Linked DNA regions of Mus musculus: regions 1 and 3 are each linked to region 2. Evidence: chromatin contacts called from public HiChIP or PLAC-seq data. All regions are on one chromosome and are shown on one strand. The core of a region is the stretch at or near the end of the contact, and the rest is flanking DNA. Distances in the headings are between cores, read along the strand shown.

The links. HiChIP or PLAC-seq counts read pairs in DNA pulled down with a chosen protein or histone mark.
Region 1: an H3K27ac HiChIP or PLAC-seq map of large pre-B cells shows a contact between it and region 2, with 4 times the contacts expected there. The contact joins two enhancer-like sites. A contact is called at or near these places in 2 of 39 promoter capture datasets (both in liver) and 1 of 115 datasets of contacts at active chromatin or transcription factors (large pre-B cells).
Region 3: a contact with region 2 is called in an H3K27ac HiChIP or PLAC-seq map of large pre-B cells, with 8 times the contacts expected there. The contact joins two enhancer-like sites. A contact is called at or near these places in 4 of 39 promoter capture datasets (the 3T3-L1 cell line, hippocampal neurons, liver and 1 more) and 1 of 115 datasets of contacts at active chromatin or transcription factors (large pre-B cells).

What each region holds. Positions count from the first base shown.
Region 1 is chr4:123,926,604-123,929,562 of GRCm38.p6, reverse strand. All of the region lies in intron 5 of Rragc (Ras-related GTP binding C), which reads right to left. Among named protein-coding and RNA genes, the nearest start is that of Rragc, 11 kb to the right of the region's middle. Within about 2 kb of position 1,397, at least 88 of the 459 cell types and tissues checked have an H3K27ac peak or open chromatin away from gene starts, as enhancers often do.
Region 2 is chr4:120,975,459-120,978,257 of GRCm38.p6, reverse strand. It overlaps Smap2 (small ArfGAP 2), which reads left to right. Exons shown (of 10, transcript NM_133716.3): 5 at 1,221-1,307. Among named protein-coding and RNA genes, the nearest start is that of Mir7015, 3.5 kb to the right of the region's middle. Within about 2 kb of position 1,422, at least 10 of the 459 cell types and tissues checked have an H3K27ac peak or open chromatin away from gene starts, as enhancers often do.
Region 3 is chr4:123,238,076-123,241,186 of GRCm38.p6, reverse strand. It overlaps Heyl (hairy/enhancer-of-split related with YRPW motif-like), which reads right to left. Exons shown (of 5, transcript NM_013905.3): 2 at 990-1,056. Among named protein-coding and RNA genes, the nearest start is that of Heyl, 6.1 kb to the right of the region's middle. Within about 2 kb of position 1,481, at least 96 of the 459 cell types and tissues checked have an H3K27ac peak or open chromatin away from gene starts, as enhancers often do.

The DNA.
Region 1 (2,959 bases), core at 148-2,647, 3.0 Mb before region 2:
CTGACACTGCAATGAATGCCCTGCTGGCCAGGCCACTCACCTGCCCAGACTGTGCTCTGAGGGCCTACTCTCCCCACTTCCCTCCAGGTACATGACCCCCGAGGACCTGCCACAGCCTCAGCCAGCTACTACAGGGTATATTCTACATGCCAAACCAATTACGCATTTTCTCAGACACCTTTTGTTGTTTCCTTACAAATTAAACAAACAAACAAAGAAATGGAATCAAGAAAATACATAAGTCTATCAAAGATCAACCCCAGCCAGAGAGAGGGAGGAATTATGTTAAAAATCAACAACTTTTTAAAGAGTTTGAGTGATGACAAGGTCAAGGAGTTTGCTGCCAAGTCTAACAACTAGAGTTTGATTGATCCACAAGTGGAAACAGAAATGACTCCTAATAAGCTGTTCTCTAACTTCCGCATGTGGTACCATAGCATGTATATGCCTGCACCTGCTAGGCATTAAGAGTTGCCAAAACTGCCTCTTTAGTAGAGGTGTTCGGGGGCTGAGAAGATGGCCCACTGGCTAACAAGCACTTACTGCTCCTCTAGAGGACTCACGCTTGGTTCCCAGCACACACACACATCAAGGCAGCTCAGAGCCCTGTAACCCCAGTTTCAGCAATCTGCTATGCTCTCTGGCCTCCGAGGGCTTACATACCACAACGAACATAAAAACTCATGCAGACACAGACACATACTCATAATACACAAAATAAATCTTCAAGAAGTATCTGCCTTTCAAATGAGGGTGAAAGACACAGGCACTCAAGAGTTTGAGGGATGAGAATGGACAGCCTGGCCTTTCATAGATAGAGAAAAAAGTATTTCAAAAAAACTGTTTAAAAAGTAAAGGCAACCATACTGAAAAGGAAAGGCTACAACAGGTATCTGGTGGGAAACAATGTTTCCTCCTGTCCTGTCTTTACTACCTCCTGCATTATTTTCATGACAGACAGATTATTGTTTAAATTGCTCTAAATTTTACAGGTTACCTTTTCATATATTAATTTGATCCCACAACAACCCAGAATCGTTACTATTAACCTGTTTAAGCACTTAACTTTGGGAGTTAAGAGTGAAGGCAAGGGAGCAGAACAGAGTAATCTAAATACAAATAAGAGAATTACACCAACGTTAAAGTCCTAAGACTCCAGGTTATAAAAAGTAAAAGGATACCTGGCAAGATATGGACTCAAACTTAGGGTTTTAATTCAGTTCCAAGCAGTTTCCAATATCACAGCAGTTGGGAAGAGTGAACCATGTGCTTTAAGAGTATAAAGAAAGCAGCTTCCTCCTGATGGAAGAAGAGGAAATGCAAGTGCTCTGTGCTGTCTGTCAGCTGATAGCCAGAGGTCAAGGAGATCCTATTCTGTACCACACAGGAAGTGAGAGAAGGCACCAGCTGACAAGCAACACAGCAACATGAACCTCTATGGCTGGACCCACAGCCAGCAGCTGTAAACAGCTGCAGTTTCTAGTGTTGAGCTACAGGATCTCAAGTCATACACTAACATGAGAACATTACATCATGCAAGCTTGATGACCTGAGTTCAATCCCCAGAACCTGCATAAAAGTGAAAGCAAGAAGTGAAAAGAACTTGTGCTTTGGCCTCCGTATGTATACCATGGTATGCACAGCCCCTGCACGCACGCGTGCGCGCGCACACACACACACACACACACACACACACACACACACACACATATTTTCAATTTAAAAAATGTTAAAGCACATTCTTGGTTGGGGACACGGCTATGTAAACACTTGCTTTTAGCAAATGCAAGACTGCAAGGGACAGAAAGAACAAGAGACATCTAGTTAGCTATTCATGCATGGCAATAAGACAGATTTAATGGTTAATAAAGAAAGAAAATATACTAATGACTTTAAAAAGTAGACTTAGGTTTTTTGTTTTGTTTTGGGTCAAAACTCTCTATGCAAGATTTTAAGGTGCTGAATTGGGGATGTAGCTGGCTTCCATCCCCAGGACCATATAAAACCACTGTGGTAACAGATACCAGTAATCCTAGTGCTTAGGAGGATCAGAAATTCAAGGTTATCCTCTACTACATATATCAACTTTGAGGCTAGCCTGTGCTACTTGAAAACCTCTCTCAAAAACAAAAAAAAAACCAAAAAACTGAAAAAAACTTCCAAAGCAAGTATGTTTATCTGAGTTTTAGTCAAAATACATCCAAGCAAAAGCAGGAAGCAACACGCCCTAAAGGGGCTCAGCATAACTGGGCCAGTGAGCCTGGAGTCCAGAGAACACAAGAAACAAGTGAGACTGTCTCAACAAGGCAGAAGGCGAGAACATACTCCTGAACACTGTCTGATCTTCACATGAGCACCATGGGGGATAGACAAAATAAGCGTTTAAAAATGTGAAACTAGCTTAAAAACTTTTGATTAGCTTTTCCTTTTTTTAAAAGAATGTGTTCTACTGGTCAACTTTTAAGAATAGAAAATACAAACGTTTCCTGAGGAACAACAGGCCATCTTATTTTCCTTACAGAAGGTAGTACAACAAAGGACAGCGGGTAATCAGCGAGAGTAAACAGAAACAGACAAGACAAGGTAAGGTACTCTACTCACAGGGAGCAGAAGGAGGGCACTGACAAAGCAGGCACACAGACAGACAGACAGACAGAGAAGGGGAGGTGCATTAGAAAGAATACAGGCTAACAGCACCCTGGGTATTCTGGTCTTGACACACGGAAGGCTGAGGGCTAGGCAAGAGGCTATTTGCTAGAATGTTTTCATTCTTCCTCTGGTCTAGGCTACAAAATCTTTTGGGTTTTGGTATTTTATAAATTTCTACATAGTTTAAGGAATGTTCATGTAGTAAATCTATATTTGAGAGACTTATTGCGGAAACTCAGATGTATTCGTCAAATATTTTATGTGTAATCTTTTATTTTTTTAATTCAATAAAGTTTTATTTGCCCAAATG
Region 2 (2,799 bases), core at 173-2,672:
TTTTTGTTAGCATTTCTGGGATGGACAGCTTAGTGGTACATTTGACTTTTTACTATAGAGTCTTTTGGAAGGCTTGAGATAGGGTCTTGCTAAATATCCCAGACTGGTCTGGAACTGACTCTGTAGCCCAGGTTGTCCTTGAACTGGAGATCCACTGCCTTTATATCCGAGTGTTGGGATTCTATACCACCAAGCCCTGCCAGATTGTTTCCATCTCTCTCTCTCTTTCTTCCTTTCTTTCTTCCTTTCTTTCTTTCTTTCTTTCTTTCTTTCTTTCTTTCTTTCTTTCTTTCTTTCTTTCTTTCTCTGTCTGTCTGTCTGTCTTTTTCTTCCTTCCTTTTTCTCTCTGTTTGTTTGTTTCTTTCTTTCTTTTTTAAATGTATATTTTCTTATTTTTATGTATATGAGTGATCTGTCTTCACATATACCAGGAGAGGGAATCAGACCCAATTACAGATGGTTGTGAGCCACCATGTGGTTGCTGGAAATTGAACTCAGGCCCTCTGGATGAGCAGCCAGTGTTCTTAACCTCTGAGCCATTTCTCCAGCCTGCCTGTGAACTTTTTAAGTGCAGGCAAGTTTGTGTCACTATGCCCAGCCTCTAGCTTTGTTTCCTAATTTTAAAAATAGAGGTGAAAAGGCTGGAGACGTGGCCCAGCGGTTAAGAAAAGGCTGGAGACGTGGCCCAGTGGTTAAGAGCACTTGATGCATTTACAGAGGACCAGAGTTCAAAAGAGCAACAAAAACTGAGAGAGATTTTCTTGTATGGGGATTGTTGTTTTGAGTATCTTTGTTGTATATCCTAGACTGGTCTCAAACTCAAAATTCTCCTGCCACAATGTTCTAAATGATGAGATTACAAGCATTTACCACCTTGCCTGCCTTTAGTATTTATTTCTTGAGACCTTTTTGGCTGTTTATAGTTATGTATAACACATAGGAGATAAAGGGCACAAATGTGTGGCAACTTTTAAACTTCCATAGATTGTCTGTCTGTATTACAGATTTCAAAAAGGGTTGAGTCCTTAAAATGTGGGGTCTGCCTCATTCAGTAAGGAGGCTAATGAGGAAGATCAGTACTCACACCCCACACCAAATTGGTTGCATTTCTGCATCAGAATCTTTAGTGAACTTTGATGCCCTGCCTGCATTTGGATTGTAGCTCTGAAACACTAATTGTGCTAAGGCTAAGCTATCATTGTCCTGTTACATCACTTTAGAAAGAGAAGGATGATAAGTGGAAACGAGGGAATGAACCCGCTCCGGAGAAAAAGATGGAACCTGTTGTTTTTGAGAAAGTAAAAATGGTAAGTGGGGAGCTTCTCACCATGTGGGTGGTCCCATGTCCACACACGAACCTGCAGGAGGAGAGTGGCGGGCGGGAGGCTCAGCGGTGCGCGGGTTTGAAACCATACTGCACTGTTGCACTGGGACTAAAGGCCCATAGAGCACCTGCTGCTTGCCCATTGCCAGTTGCTGTCTAATGTGCTCTATAGCTTTTCTTGCTCTCTTATTATCTAGCACCCCCTGCTCCCTTCTCTTTCCCTCCCTACCCCATCTCTCCTCTCTTCTCCTTCTATCCTTTTTTTAAAAATTTTCTTCCTTCCTTTCTTTCTTTCTTTCTTTCTTTCTTTCTTTCTTTCTTTCTTTCTTTCTTTCTTTCTTTCTTTCCTTCCTTCCTTCCTTCCTTCCTTCTCTCTCTCTCTCTCTCTCTCTCTCTCTCTCTCTCTCTCTCTTTCTTTCTTTCTTTCTTTCTTTCTTTCTTTCTTTCTTCCTCTTTTTTTATAATGAGAGAGGATTTCACTATGTAGCCCTGGAACTCATTCTATAGGTCATGCTAGCCTTGAGCTCGCAGAGACCTTCCCACATACTGAGGTTAATAAGGTGCCACACTACACCTAGCTTATAGCTCTTCTCTATGACAGGAAGCCAGATGGACGCTTAGGGACTCTCTTTCCCTTCTGAGCATGATGCCTGCTCCCTGCCAGTGTGCAGGGTCAATGTGATACCTTCGAAGCAGATGTTCGTTCCCTCTGTGTTAGTCCTTGTCAGACTTCTTGCCTCATCTCCCTGTTGCACCTTGGAGTAGTGCAGAAGTCAGGTCATGCTCCCTTCTTCCCCTGGCACACACTATGGCTGTGTAGTAGATTCTCTAGGGGCTTATAATCATAAGAGAAAAGATTTTCAATTTTTTTCTAAAGGCTTGTTTATCTTTGTCTGATGTATGTGAATGTTTACCTGCGTGTGTGTATATGTGCACCACATGTGTGCCTAGTGCCTGCAGAGACCAGAAGAAGGTATTGTGTCCCCCTAGACACTAGAGTCTAGTCTAGAGTCAACATGTGGGTGTTGGAAAGTAAACGTGGGTCCTCTTCAAGATCAGCCTGTGTTTAACCATTGAGCCATCTCTTCATCCTCAAGAGTTTTATACTATTGCTTAAGGAAAAACCCTTTCCTATCACTATGAATCTCATCTGTGGAATCAGTCCATTTTGATTATGGCAGAGTAGATCTGAACTCTTTAAAGTGATCTTTAGAATAAACTAAAAGGCTTTGTGTTCCCACATACTGAGGCTAAGCCTCTCCAAACAGGCCAACCAGGGCACTGTTTACCAGGGCTCTCTCTCACTTCCAGTTCCGTTCATGCACTCATGCTTCCTGGCACTTCCTGAGCCTTGTTTCTTTGGTAACTGTCTTTGACAAACAGCCATACCACAAGAATACCTGTGGCTTCACAGTGATGGGGGTACGCGTGTGTCAAAAACAACTGCTTGCTCTTTTTTATAACATTTTTTTCAT
Region 3 (3,111 bases), core at 232-2,731, 2.3 Mb before region 2:
ACAGTATAAACTTAGAGCTGGGACTAGCACTCAGGCCTCTTGTACTAGTCTATAGGGACAATATTTACTGCCCATCAGGACAGGGATATGCAGCCTTAGCAGTGGTGTAGACCTGGGGGACTCTGCTAGGCCAGTTACTGGGTCATGACAACACCAGAATTCTGAGTTTTGCTCTCTTCAGCCACAGAGGCCTTCATGCACACTATCTGTTTCCCCTGCAATTCTGGCAACAGAATCCTCGGAGCTGGGCAGGAATTATAATCCTTCACTTTTTCGAGACAGAATATGAAGCTGGGAAAGACGGTTTGACCATGTCTTCTGGGGAGTGAGTAAATGAGTGACTGGCTGGCTCTGGCTGGATCCTAGGCCTCTGGATGCTCAAGAAAAGGTGAGGCGGATTAAGACGGAGAGCGGCTAGCAGTGAGCTGCCCTCTGCACACCTCCTGGCTTAACACACGAAAGAAAGTTATGGGTTCAGAGGAAAACTGGGCAGAGGGCAGACTATAATAAAAGTATTAATGGATGGCGCTCAGAGTTTATGGTGATGTACTCTGTCTTAAGAATAGCCCTTTGGCAGTTGGGGATGAAGTTCAGTTCCCACTGTGCTTGCGTCTAGTGTATATGAGGCCTGAATTAACTAAATCCTCAGTACTGTAAAAACCAAGCGATGATGCAGGCCTGTGATGTCAGCACTTGGGAGGCCAAGCCAGCAGGATTAGGAGTTCAAGAGCATCCTAAACTACAAAGTGAATTTGAAAAAACAACCAAGTTAGTCTTTTGAGGTAGGTGCCACCTGTCACTCAGAGGAAGAAGCAAGGGACTGGAGGGGAGGTGGCATGCCCAGCCTCCAGGAATCCAATTGGCAGAGCTTGGGTTTGAACCTGTGCAGCCGGCTGGGATGTTGGGCACGGTCTCCTGGGATTGATTTGCAAACCCTGCTTGAGCGTCTCAGTGGCTGTTAAGCACCTCAAAGGCTGTTGCACACTCACCCCTCTGCGCTTCTTCCGGGCTTGCATCTGCGAAGGGCTGGGGGTAGTCAGCGGCCTGGCCATCTGGCTGCAGAGGAAGAGAAAGGCTAGTTTCTCAGAGCTGAAGGATCATCTCCCTGGCCTAGGCTGACCTGGGAGGCCCAGCTGGCAGCAGGCCCGGAGGGAGTGGGGGAATGGGGTGCGTAAGGGCGGGGCTCCCAGGTGGCCACAGTCTCCTAGGCCAGGAAGGGGCGCAGAACATGCATGAGAGAGCTCGCCCGCTCTCCCTTTCTCCCCGGAGACCCATTTCTTCAGGGCCAAGACCTCCATGCTCTCCCAGCTTCCTGCCTGTTAGCCCCTGGTGGCCACGAGTTGCTCGCTTAGCCCCTGCCCCCGTGGGCAGCAAGCCGTCGGGGAACCGCGAACCAAGATGCTCCCTCTCGGGTCCTGCAACCCGATCCCGGGGGCGGGCTGACTGAGGGCGCGGGCCAGCGGCGGCCGGCCGGGCCGGGCGGGTTATATTTCAGAGCTAGCCGCTGAGAAGGAGCGTGGAAAGCACAGATGCCGCCGCTTCCCACGGGCCGGAGCGCCGCCGCCCGCCCTCCGCCCGGCCCGCAGCTGCCGCCTCCTCCCACGCGGCGCGGCCGGGGGCGAGGCGGAGGCGGCATCTGGGTCACAGTCTCCTCTCGCACGCTTGGGGACATTGCTCTGGCCTCCCAGAAGGCACGGGTCCGGGTATCCTCGCTCTCCCTCCCATGCCGGTGCCTTCCCCTGTAGCTCAGGCTGGATGATGGATGTTTGCTCCAACCCCAACAGCTGTATTACAAAGACTCTAACCTAGGGGTTTCCTGCCCAGATGTTGACCAGAATAACCACTCCAACTGCTTCCAGTCAGGATGGCCTTTTGCTCTAGCTGCCCTGTCAGATGGCAGAGGTTCACTGGAGAGCATCGAGGACCCAACCCTACTGATGCTCAGCTCCACAACTTTGGGCAAGGTGCCTCTCCTGCCATTTTGGAATGCCAACAAACATCTCAAACATGACCTTGCTCAACACCTGCTCCTTGTTCTACCCAAGTTTTATCCCAGCAAAGGTCCCCCCTCCCCCAGCTTCTAGTCCTCTGGAACATTCTTTGGCTCAACCCTTGTCTTCACCCTCCTGGTTAAAACCTGCCTGTCCCACATCTGTATAGTTTTATCTCTCTCCTTGATCTCCAAGCTCCTCTATGTCTCTCACTCGCAGGCTTACAAGAAGAACTTTTCCTTGGGTCCCCTGTACCCTTTGTACTTCCACTACCAGTGATCATTGAAATGCAAACTTGATCTTGTCCATCTTAAATCTTGGTGGCTTCTCAGTGCTTTTAAGATCCGTCCTTCGGTTAGTCCAGCTGATTCCTGTCACCTCTTAGTTCTGACTGTCTCTTGCTCTGCAAGCCCCAGTCTGTGAAAGCATCCAGTGCCCTACATTTTCATATGTGTTCTGTGCTCTAGAAGTCTCTGGTTCAGCCCATCTCCTCACCACAAGTTTAACTTCAACTGTCCCCCAGATTGCCACCCAATGTCACCTCCTTTAGGAGCGCCTCCCTGCCCTTCTCTTTTCTTTACAATTATTAGTCCATTATGTTCCCTTTCCCAGGCTCCTGCATCCACCACATTTATGTTGGCTTATTGTTTTACTCTTGCATGATTATTTGATTAACATCCATCTCTCCAACAGGCTCGTGAGTGTGGAGTGTGTGTCTGTTTCACACACTAGTATAGCTCACGTCTTCAACAAGCATGGGACACAGCGGAGCTTGTGGTCGGAATTCTTACTTCCTTTCTTATCTTTACTGTCACAGAGAATGGTGATACCCCAGAAATCTGCCTTCTGATTCACCAGGAGGGTCTCAGCCTATGTGACTATCTTCATGGCATCTGAGGTTGGGTCATTTTCATCAACACTTCACAGAAAGGTGGCTTTGGGAGAGAGCAGATACCACATGCTGCAGGTCTGTTCCAGGCACATCTGGAAAAATGTATCTCTCACCCTCACATCTGGACAAACAGAGCTGCTCAGAGGCCTGTGAAAGCCCTTGGGAGCCAGGGCCCTGGAGGCAGGGCCTGAGATCTGTAGGGCAGCTTGTTTACAGAGCGTCTCTGGT